Regions from separate parts of the Rattus norvegicus genome. Here region 2 is linked to region 1. A link is a contact called in public Hi-C data. All regions are on one chromosome and are shown on one strand. Each heading gives the region's core, a stretch centred on a gene start, on an enhancer-like site or on the middle of the called end of the contact. The rest is flanking DNA. Distances are from core to core; before and after follow the strand shown. Region 1 overlaps Pla2g4a (phospholipase A2 group IVA). Region 2 holds the start of Pla2g4a (phospholipase A2 group IVA).

The links. A called contact is a pair of places that touch in the nucleus more often than the background predicts.
Region 2: a Hi-C map of the A7r5 cell line shows a contact between it and region 1, with 2.9 times the contacts expected there. The contact joins the promoter of Pla2g4a here to the enhancer-like site in region 1. A contact is called at or near these places in 2 of 12 Hi-C or Micro-C datasets (the A7r5 cell line and frontal cortex).

Annotation. Positions count from the first base shown.
Region 1 is chr13:64,454,333-64,458,299 of GRCr8, forward strand. It overlaps Pla2g4a (phospholipase A2 group IVA), which reads right to left. Exons shown (of 18, transcript NM_133551.2): 14 at 2,252-2,494. Among named protein-coding and RNA genes, the nearest start is that of Pla2g4a, 120 kb to the right of the region's middle. Within about 2 kb of position 1,814, at least 7 of the 93 cell types and tissues checked have an H3K27ac peak or open chromatin away from gene starts, as enhancers often do. A contact at or near this core is called in the A7r5 cell line, where this site is marked.
Region 2 is chr13:64,570,235-64,574,201 of GRCr8, forward strand. It overlaps Pla2g4a (phospholipase A2 group IVA), which reads right to left and starts at 2,118. Exons shown (of 18, transcript NM_133551.2): 1 at 2,014-2,118.

The DNA of each region.
Region 1 (3,967 bases), core at 564-3,063:
ACCAGGTGATAGACACAGCAAGGGGGAAGCCCCAGCCTGCCATACTTATGCATAGTTATGCCCTCCTTCATCTACAGCTCCCTCAGGATCAGCACAGCTGGTATTCTCTTTCCTATTAGCATTATTAGAGCCAAAGTAGAGAAATCCTTCCATGAATCAGCTCTTGGAGGAAAGGCCTTGAAGTGCATTTAATCTTCACAGCTGTGATGGTTCTGTTGAACATGCTGCCTGGTGAATCCTGAGGACCAAGGACATTAGGAGTGCCCCTAAACTCTGTACGAATGCACAAAGGAACGAAGGAAAGAAACCCCAGGATTCTGAACACCTGTTAAGACAAGATGAGCAATACAGAGGCATGATCCCTCCAGTCACCAAAGTCGGCTAATAAAAATACAGGATGCCCTGCTTCCAATTTGCAGCTCACCCAAGCAACAAACGATTGCTTACTCTCAATATATCCCAAATGTTTTTGTGTTGATATATACACATAAATGTATTGTTTAAATTTTTTTTAAAAAAATCAATTGTGAATTCTGTGCTTTCTCTTGCCGTCCCAACACTGATATTCGATACTATAAAACTGCCAGGAAGTTCTTAAAATGTGGGGTGAGTTTGCTGGGATGCTTGCTACACAAACCTCAGAGGAATTGTGTTGGCAAAATGATACTGAAATAGAGATGAGACAAAGTAATACACCAAGAAAACTTCCACTCTTACATCAGCAAAACAATGACTAATAAAACCACAGGGGCTGGTGTGTAATGGAGGGGAAGACTTAGAAGCCAGACCCTGAGACTTATGGCCCAAGCCCAGATTTGCTAAGCAATTTGGAACAAAGACAACAGAAACTATAGTTTCTCTGATATCCTTTGTCTAGAAAGTTAAGTAGATGAAGGCTCTCTACAGATACGAAAACTTTGAGTATAATTTGCTTGAGCCGGTCAGCAGTTACCATAAAGCAAACGTTTCTAAGGAAGCACTCGCCCCTGAGTAGTCCAGATGGACAGCATATGCCACAAAAAGAGGGAAAGAATGCCACCAACTGTATAAGGATGTTTTAATCCCTTTTAGGTCAGGTAAACTTACCTTATCACAATTAGACTTTTCTCACAGCTAATATGCACAGATTTGGGCATGATAAATGTATAATTAAAAGTAACTCACATCCTGGAGTTTAAGGCCATGCATACGATACAAAATGCAGTGTTTGTTCCCCTTAAAGTCAAACAAGTAAAAACAAACAACACATTCTGAAACCTATAATAATGTTAAAAGGCAATAGGAAAGCTTTGGGGGGCAGGAGGGGCTGTTGTTTTGAATATCCCCTTTAAAGTTTTACAGCATCTCAGTAATGACCTTGAGACAGAGATGATTAAGAAATGATATTTGGACAACTAAGGAAAGATAATAGTGTGATCTAGAAGAAAACTTAAGGCCACCATAAAAAAAGATACATTACATATTTCTTATCAGCAAGGCAAATGTAACAAACATTTAATCAGTTAGTCACAGGGAACTGAAGAATAAAATGTTACTACTACTCTTGGGGATTTCACTTAGGGACAAGTCTGAAAGTGACTAGATTCTTACCAATCAACTTCACAAAGTTTCCTAATCTTGTCTGAAAACTGGAGAGGCAGTTTTCCCCGTCCAGATGGGCACTGCCATTTGGTCCACACCAACCCCTGTGCTGCATTGTTCCTTATTACCACCAGGGGGCGACAGGCCTAGTGAACTTTCATCACATCCTCAAATACTCATCTTGCAGACAGACCTGGCCTTTTCCAAAGAGGCCCGCCCACGGGATAGGAAGGAGGAAATGAGACATAGCTCTGTTTCTTCTCTTTCTGCTGCCAGGCACGACTGTGGAGGCGTTTGGGGAATGATTCTGGTGTTTTTGGAGTCACTCCTGGAAGCCGTGCACTTGCTTCTCTAATCCTTGGAACAGTTCTGGAAGCACCTATTTCCCTACCTTACAGTCCGTAATTATCATGGTAGAGGTTTCCTGTTGTCTGGAAGTGAATATTTTCAAAGAATATTTTCTACACTTGCATGGCTAGGCCATTTCCTATCCAATGTATTCTTCTTCAACAACAACAACAATAACAACAATAACAATAATATCCCCCCACAAGTCAATGTTCTTAAAATTGAGTCTAGTTTAATGTTGACCGGAATTAAAATGCTTCTCCCCAAGAAAAAAATAAAGATGTCCTGGAGAAACTTACACGGTTTACGTTTTGGTACATACCTGCTACCGCTGCGTCGAGTTCATCATCATCGAAGGAATCTTGGGGGCTGAAGTCTCTCAGGGGAGACAGTGGATACGATGTGTTGAGATTCAAGCCCAACATGAAGTTATGCACCTTCCCAGCACGTCCTTCTCGGGTATTGAATAAAGCTGAGTCACTCACCAAGGCCATTAGCATCCGATGGACCCAACTTGCTTGGTTGTCATTTTGGTACTCTCTTTCCGCATCTTCATTCTCGGTGCCTGAAGCGAAGGAACACGTCACGTGCCAAGTATATACCCGCGTGCCCAAAGGGACAGGTTTCTGTTATTATTGACTTTCCATGCTCAATCACCCAAATTAAAACTCAAGTTCTAGGGCTTCGTGGAATATGCTTATTTGCATAAAATAAAAGCCCAGCCGTTTCTGCTTTCAAGTCCTCTTAGTTACCTTTTCCCTACACATAACGTCAGTCTATATCCTTCACTGAAACCTCTTGATCTGTTTAAAATTTTCATATAAACAATTTTCTCCTTTCTCCCTTTCTCTAGTTCTCCTTCATCCAACACACACTATACAACACAACACACACACAACACAGAGACATACACTGAGAACCCTTATTACTTAATACTACCACCTATGTTTTCTAATTTTTTCCTAAGAGTCTGTATCCTGCTTAATAAACATCCAGGGGTTACCGAAACCTAGGCATGACAGCAGACCCACCCTATGACTGCGGATAAATAAACACTGATCTTATGACCTGTTATTGCATCCTTGCTTATACAGCCTGGGGATTTAAACCTCTGTAATTTAAACAAATGATATAAAGTGTTTTAAAGTTCACCAGTGTGTCTGGAGAAGCAATGACAAATGATTTCCTCCTCTAAAACCTATTCCTAGACCACCTGCAAGGAAGGGCTCACCGCTGTGTTCTAATCCTCTTCAGGGGTTCAGCTACCTTGAACGAACCTCTTCCCAGCCTTCCTCTCCTCATTAGGAAAGCAATCACACAGGATTAAAATGTGAATTACTGTGACTTGGATCTCGGGGTGAGGTTCTCAGGGAAGTGGCTGGCCTTAGATTTGAGCTATGAAAAGGGAACCCTCACAACTGCTCTGGTTTCTAGGAACTATGAGAATCAATATGCACACTTGTATAAAATTCTGTGTGTTAATAGATTTTTTTCTTCATTTTGAAAAGACTTATTTGTACTTTATGGTGTTTCATCTCCATGTATTGCTTGAGAAGGTCGGAAGAGGGTGTCCGATCCTTTGAGCCTGGAGTTACAGGGGGCTGTAAAGTGCTACAGAGTCCAGGGCCTCTGGTAGGGCAGCTAGTGCTTTTCACTGCCCAGTCAACTCTCGACACCCACCACCACCCCGTGTGTTTTGAGAGATGGGTATCTACATTCAACTTCTAAAATTTCCAATAAATATATACTAAACATACATAAAGCCGTAAGCAGACATCCGGGTAACTTAAGCCCTCATTATAGAGAAAAAAGAACCGGATCTGACAAAGATGCAGACAGCATGCTTCCAACTATATACCTCTCCAGGAAAGTCAACACTGTGGAGGGAGCACAAGAATGAGTTTTCCCCAACTGAGGGATGGTTAGGAGAGCTGTAAAAGGACTCCACGTGACACTACAGTGCTACACACTTCTCACAACATCACCCACATTGTGCTTAACCACCAGAGGGAACTCTCATGGAAACAAGCTCAGAGAG
Region 2 (3,967 bases), core at 868-3,367, 120 kb after region 1:
TGTTCTATTATTTAGCAAGATTTTGACAATGGGTGTGATAGAAAAATAAGACTAAAGCACAGGATCAGTCCGGGAAACACAATTCACAATGTTAGGACAGAGCAGGATGTGTAGATCCACTTCCGGCTCCAGTCAAAAACTTGCACCTATTTCTCCATTGAATTTATTGTGTTTAAACGAAAAGACCCATCAAAAGTTGCAAACGATGATAGGCCTGATGTTTCATGGAGATTGTCGTTGGGGTTGAGTCTAGAATCTGGGTCACTGGCTTTCTAGGAAGTGGTTCTACTCGTGGCAGTGGGGCGCTTGGAATTCCTGTCAGTGAACGAGTGCCTGTGGAGATGCTGGCACAGTGGAGCAGCTCCACCTCACATGTGGAAGTGTTTGCTGCTTCACCTGGATAAAGCATCAGAGAGTCCCAAGGTTTGTGAAAATGTCCCATTCCTTTGGGAAAAAATGTGTGAATTTCTTTTTTTTTTTCTTTCAGATTTCTATGCACTGGACAAGCATGAGTTCATTATCCTAGGAGAACTTCAGAGTTCTCAAAATGTTTGTAAAGGAGTTAGCGATCATAAAGAAAGAAAGAGGTATAACCAGCATGATGGCGTACGGTAGGGGGATGTGAGGATATATAGAAAGGGAGTAAAAACGGACGTGGCAACTTTTGTCTTCCTCTTTTTTTCTACTCCTAGAACATGCTTATTAATATTTAAGCAATCAAACAATTAGTGTCAGGACTCTGCTGTCTAAGTAGCAGCACTAGGGAAGACAAGGGTTAAAAACAGGCCAATTGACTTCTGTGACATGAACTTTACCAGAGGCTAAGACGTGTGCTTCCTAACTTTATTTTTTTTCTATTTAAAAATAAATGCTATTTGAAAACGTATACAGTTAAAATGAAAGTGTTCCTTCCCATAAAATATGTTTTCCTTAGAGGAAGTTCTGTAAAACTTTGAGAAAAGGCCATTAAACTTCTCTATGAATTTCACAATTATTGCTTAATTTAAAATTTAACTCTTCCTGAATTCAATTGAAACAGAGACTAGCTTCATTGCGAAGGTCTCGATGTATCTGGGATATAATTTCAGACTCGATACGTTTATTTCGTTAAACTCCCTGTGAATTTCTTTGACTGCAATTTCAAATGTATTCAACAAACAGAAGAAACAAATATACACCATTCCCCAAATTAGAATCCAAAATATCTTACTAGAATCCACCCTTTCTAAGTGGCACATCTCTAACACTCTCCACTGGCCTTCAGTGAAAGTAGTTTAAATCATCGGCCAACATCAAGAACATTTTTCTTAACCCAGTGTTTGAAGTGATGAAATCATTACAAGTTGTAAAAGACACAAAGAGGTTAAGTCACTTATTTCAAAACCAAGTGCCTTTCCCGCTTTCATCTTTTGAACCCCAATTCTAAAAACGGTATTCGCTTTCAAAATTTAAGCATGCAACTGGATAAAAAAGTTTTGACCCGTTCTCCTGTCAAAACAAGTTACCCAAAGACTGCGAGCAGCAATGTTTGTAGTTCACAGTTTTTCAGTATTATCTGTCACAGCACACAGAAACCCATTAAAGAACCAGGAATTCTCTGCCTAGTATGACTATTTTTTTATTAATTAAAATTTAAATGAGTCACCAAACTGCCCCTGACCATCTTCACTGGCTAGCAACATGCAACTCAAATCCAGGAGTCAGGAATCACTGGGAGGCATCACGTGGAACACGACCGAGCGCCAATTCACTTCTCTATACTCAATTTCCCAGCACCCGCTGAAGGAAACGACCTATACCTTTATTCCAATCTGCCCTTAGACCCAGGAAAGCAAATCCTCATCAGTTAGAAGGAAACTGAAGCCTGCTTTGTGAACTTTTCCCAAAGGCAGAGGAGTGAACAAGTGAGGTTTTAATCACGCGTGGCTGCCTTCCTGCTAGGAAGCTGCCCTGATGATATAGCTACGAAAAGTGCAAGAGGAAGCAGGCAGGGAGAGTAAATACATCGCTTACAGTTCCCAGAGTTAAATGAGAATCCTCAGGTTTCTCTGTGCCTTCTAGCTCTCTGTCAGTCGGGAGCCCTGATGGGAGCCCTTCACAGTTCCGACTTTGAGAAAGTCTTCTCCCGCTGGTAGGAGGGGCTAAGAAATGGGCTGGTCTCTGTGGATGTTAAGGTGGAATTCAAGAGAGGGCCAGAGCTCCTCTGGTGAAGACTAATGTTATAAATGTACATGCTTAATTTTCAGAAACAAGGCTTTGAAGTCAGAAAATATGCTTTAAAAACATGTGATCTAACTGGTCCTAGGGGTGTGCATGAAAATATGCTTTAAAAACATGTGACCTAACTGGTCCTAGGAGTATGCGAGTGTGTGCATGTTTGTGTGTGTGTGTGTGTGTGTGTGTGTGTGTGTGTGTTTTACTGCTGCTTGCCCTTAAGCAGTCACTACTTCCTCTTTTTTCCAAAAGACTAAAAGTGAAGTTGAAAAGATAATGAATTATGTTGAGCATTTTTAAAGTCTTTAAAAAGCGATGTTTTAAACAAACCTCAAATTATTTATTTATACATATGTGTGTGTGTGTGTATAAAAAACAGTTGAACAATGTTGAATCACTTTAAAATGCAAACCTTTTCAAGCTTTTCTCCCCAAACTCAAAACCCCTGACCTATTTAAGACATTTCAAAGGATAGAACACACACGTTCCAATTCAGAAACAACAACAAACCAGGCAGAATCCCAAGTCTGAATACATTGTAAAGCGTATAATAACTTCTGTGTGAAGAAAGCATTGTATCCCTTGCAAGTGTGGTAGCTCGCACCTGTCATCCCAGCACGTGGGAAGCACGAAGTATCTATGGATGAGTTCAAGGTCAGCCTAAGCTACATAGTGAAGCCATATCTCAAAGCAAACAGACATCATGAGAATTCCCGAAACTCCACTATTCTAAGTACCCTGGTTAGGAAGCCTGCAGAGCCTCTACCATACCAACAGCAGTCACTATCTTGTCCTTCCTCCCTACAACTCCTTAATTCATTTCCTAATTAGTATCATCAATATTTTTTTAAAGCACTTCTCCTCTTCTTTTCTCTCAGGTTGCTTTCTATCGCTGGGATAAAATTTTCTGACCAGAAGCAACTTGCGAAGGGAAAGCTTCGTTTGGGCAGACAGGTCCTGATGGTAGTCCATCAGGAAGAGAAGTGGAGTAGGAATTCAAAGCAGACAACCGGAGGCAGGAACCGAAGCAAAAACCAAGGAGGGATGCCTTTTTGTTCTTATCTCATAATTTATTTCTTTTTGATGTAGGAGACAGACTCTCTCATGCAGCCTAGGCTGGACTCAAACTGAACTGGCCAGCAAAAGATGACTTTGAACTCTTGACTTTCCTGCCTCCACCTCTCTGGGATCAAGGGTACAAGACACCATACCTAGCAATTCATGTCATTATACTTTTAAAGGCTCCTTTTCCATTCACAAATAAAGTAAAAGGCGAATCTGGCACCTCTATTCTATCACAAAGTGCAAGTTTATGTGGTATGAATAGAAAGATTCGCACAGTTAGAATAAATATAGCAATCCACTGTAGAAAATACGGCTCCACATAGTCGTGTTCACCAACAGTTGGATTAGGAATTAGGTTGCCCTAATTCCTTCTATCCACTTACAGCGATAATTTCACAAGTTGTTTTTTGCTCTCCAAGATCCCTCTAAATTTGGTGGAGCAAATGTCCATCCAAGTTTAGTGACTCTGTCACAATGGGCACAAACCCTATTACTCATCTCACAGAAGGACTTCCAGGCACTGCAGGGTTTTGAAAATATTTATGCTGTCGGAATTTAAATGCACTGACGACAGTGTGTAGTCTAAGCCCCATTGCCACTGTGTTGAGGCAATTCTGAGTAGAAAGAATTATCTCTGAGTAAATTTCCTGTATTTCTCAAGTAGCTGAGCTTTGAAAGATGTCACTAG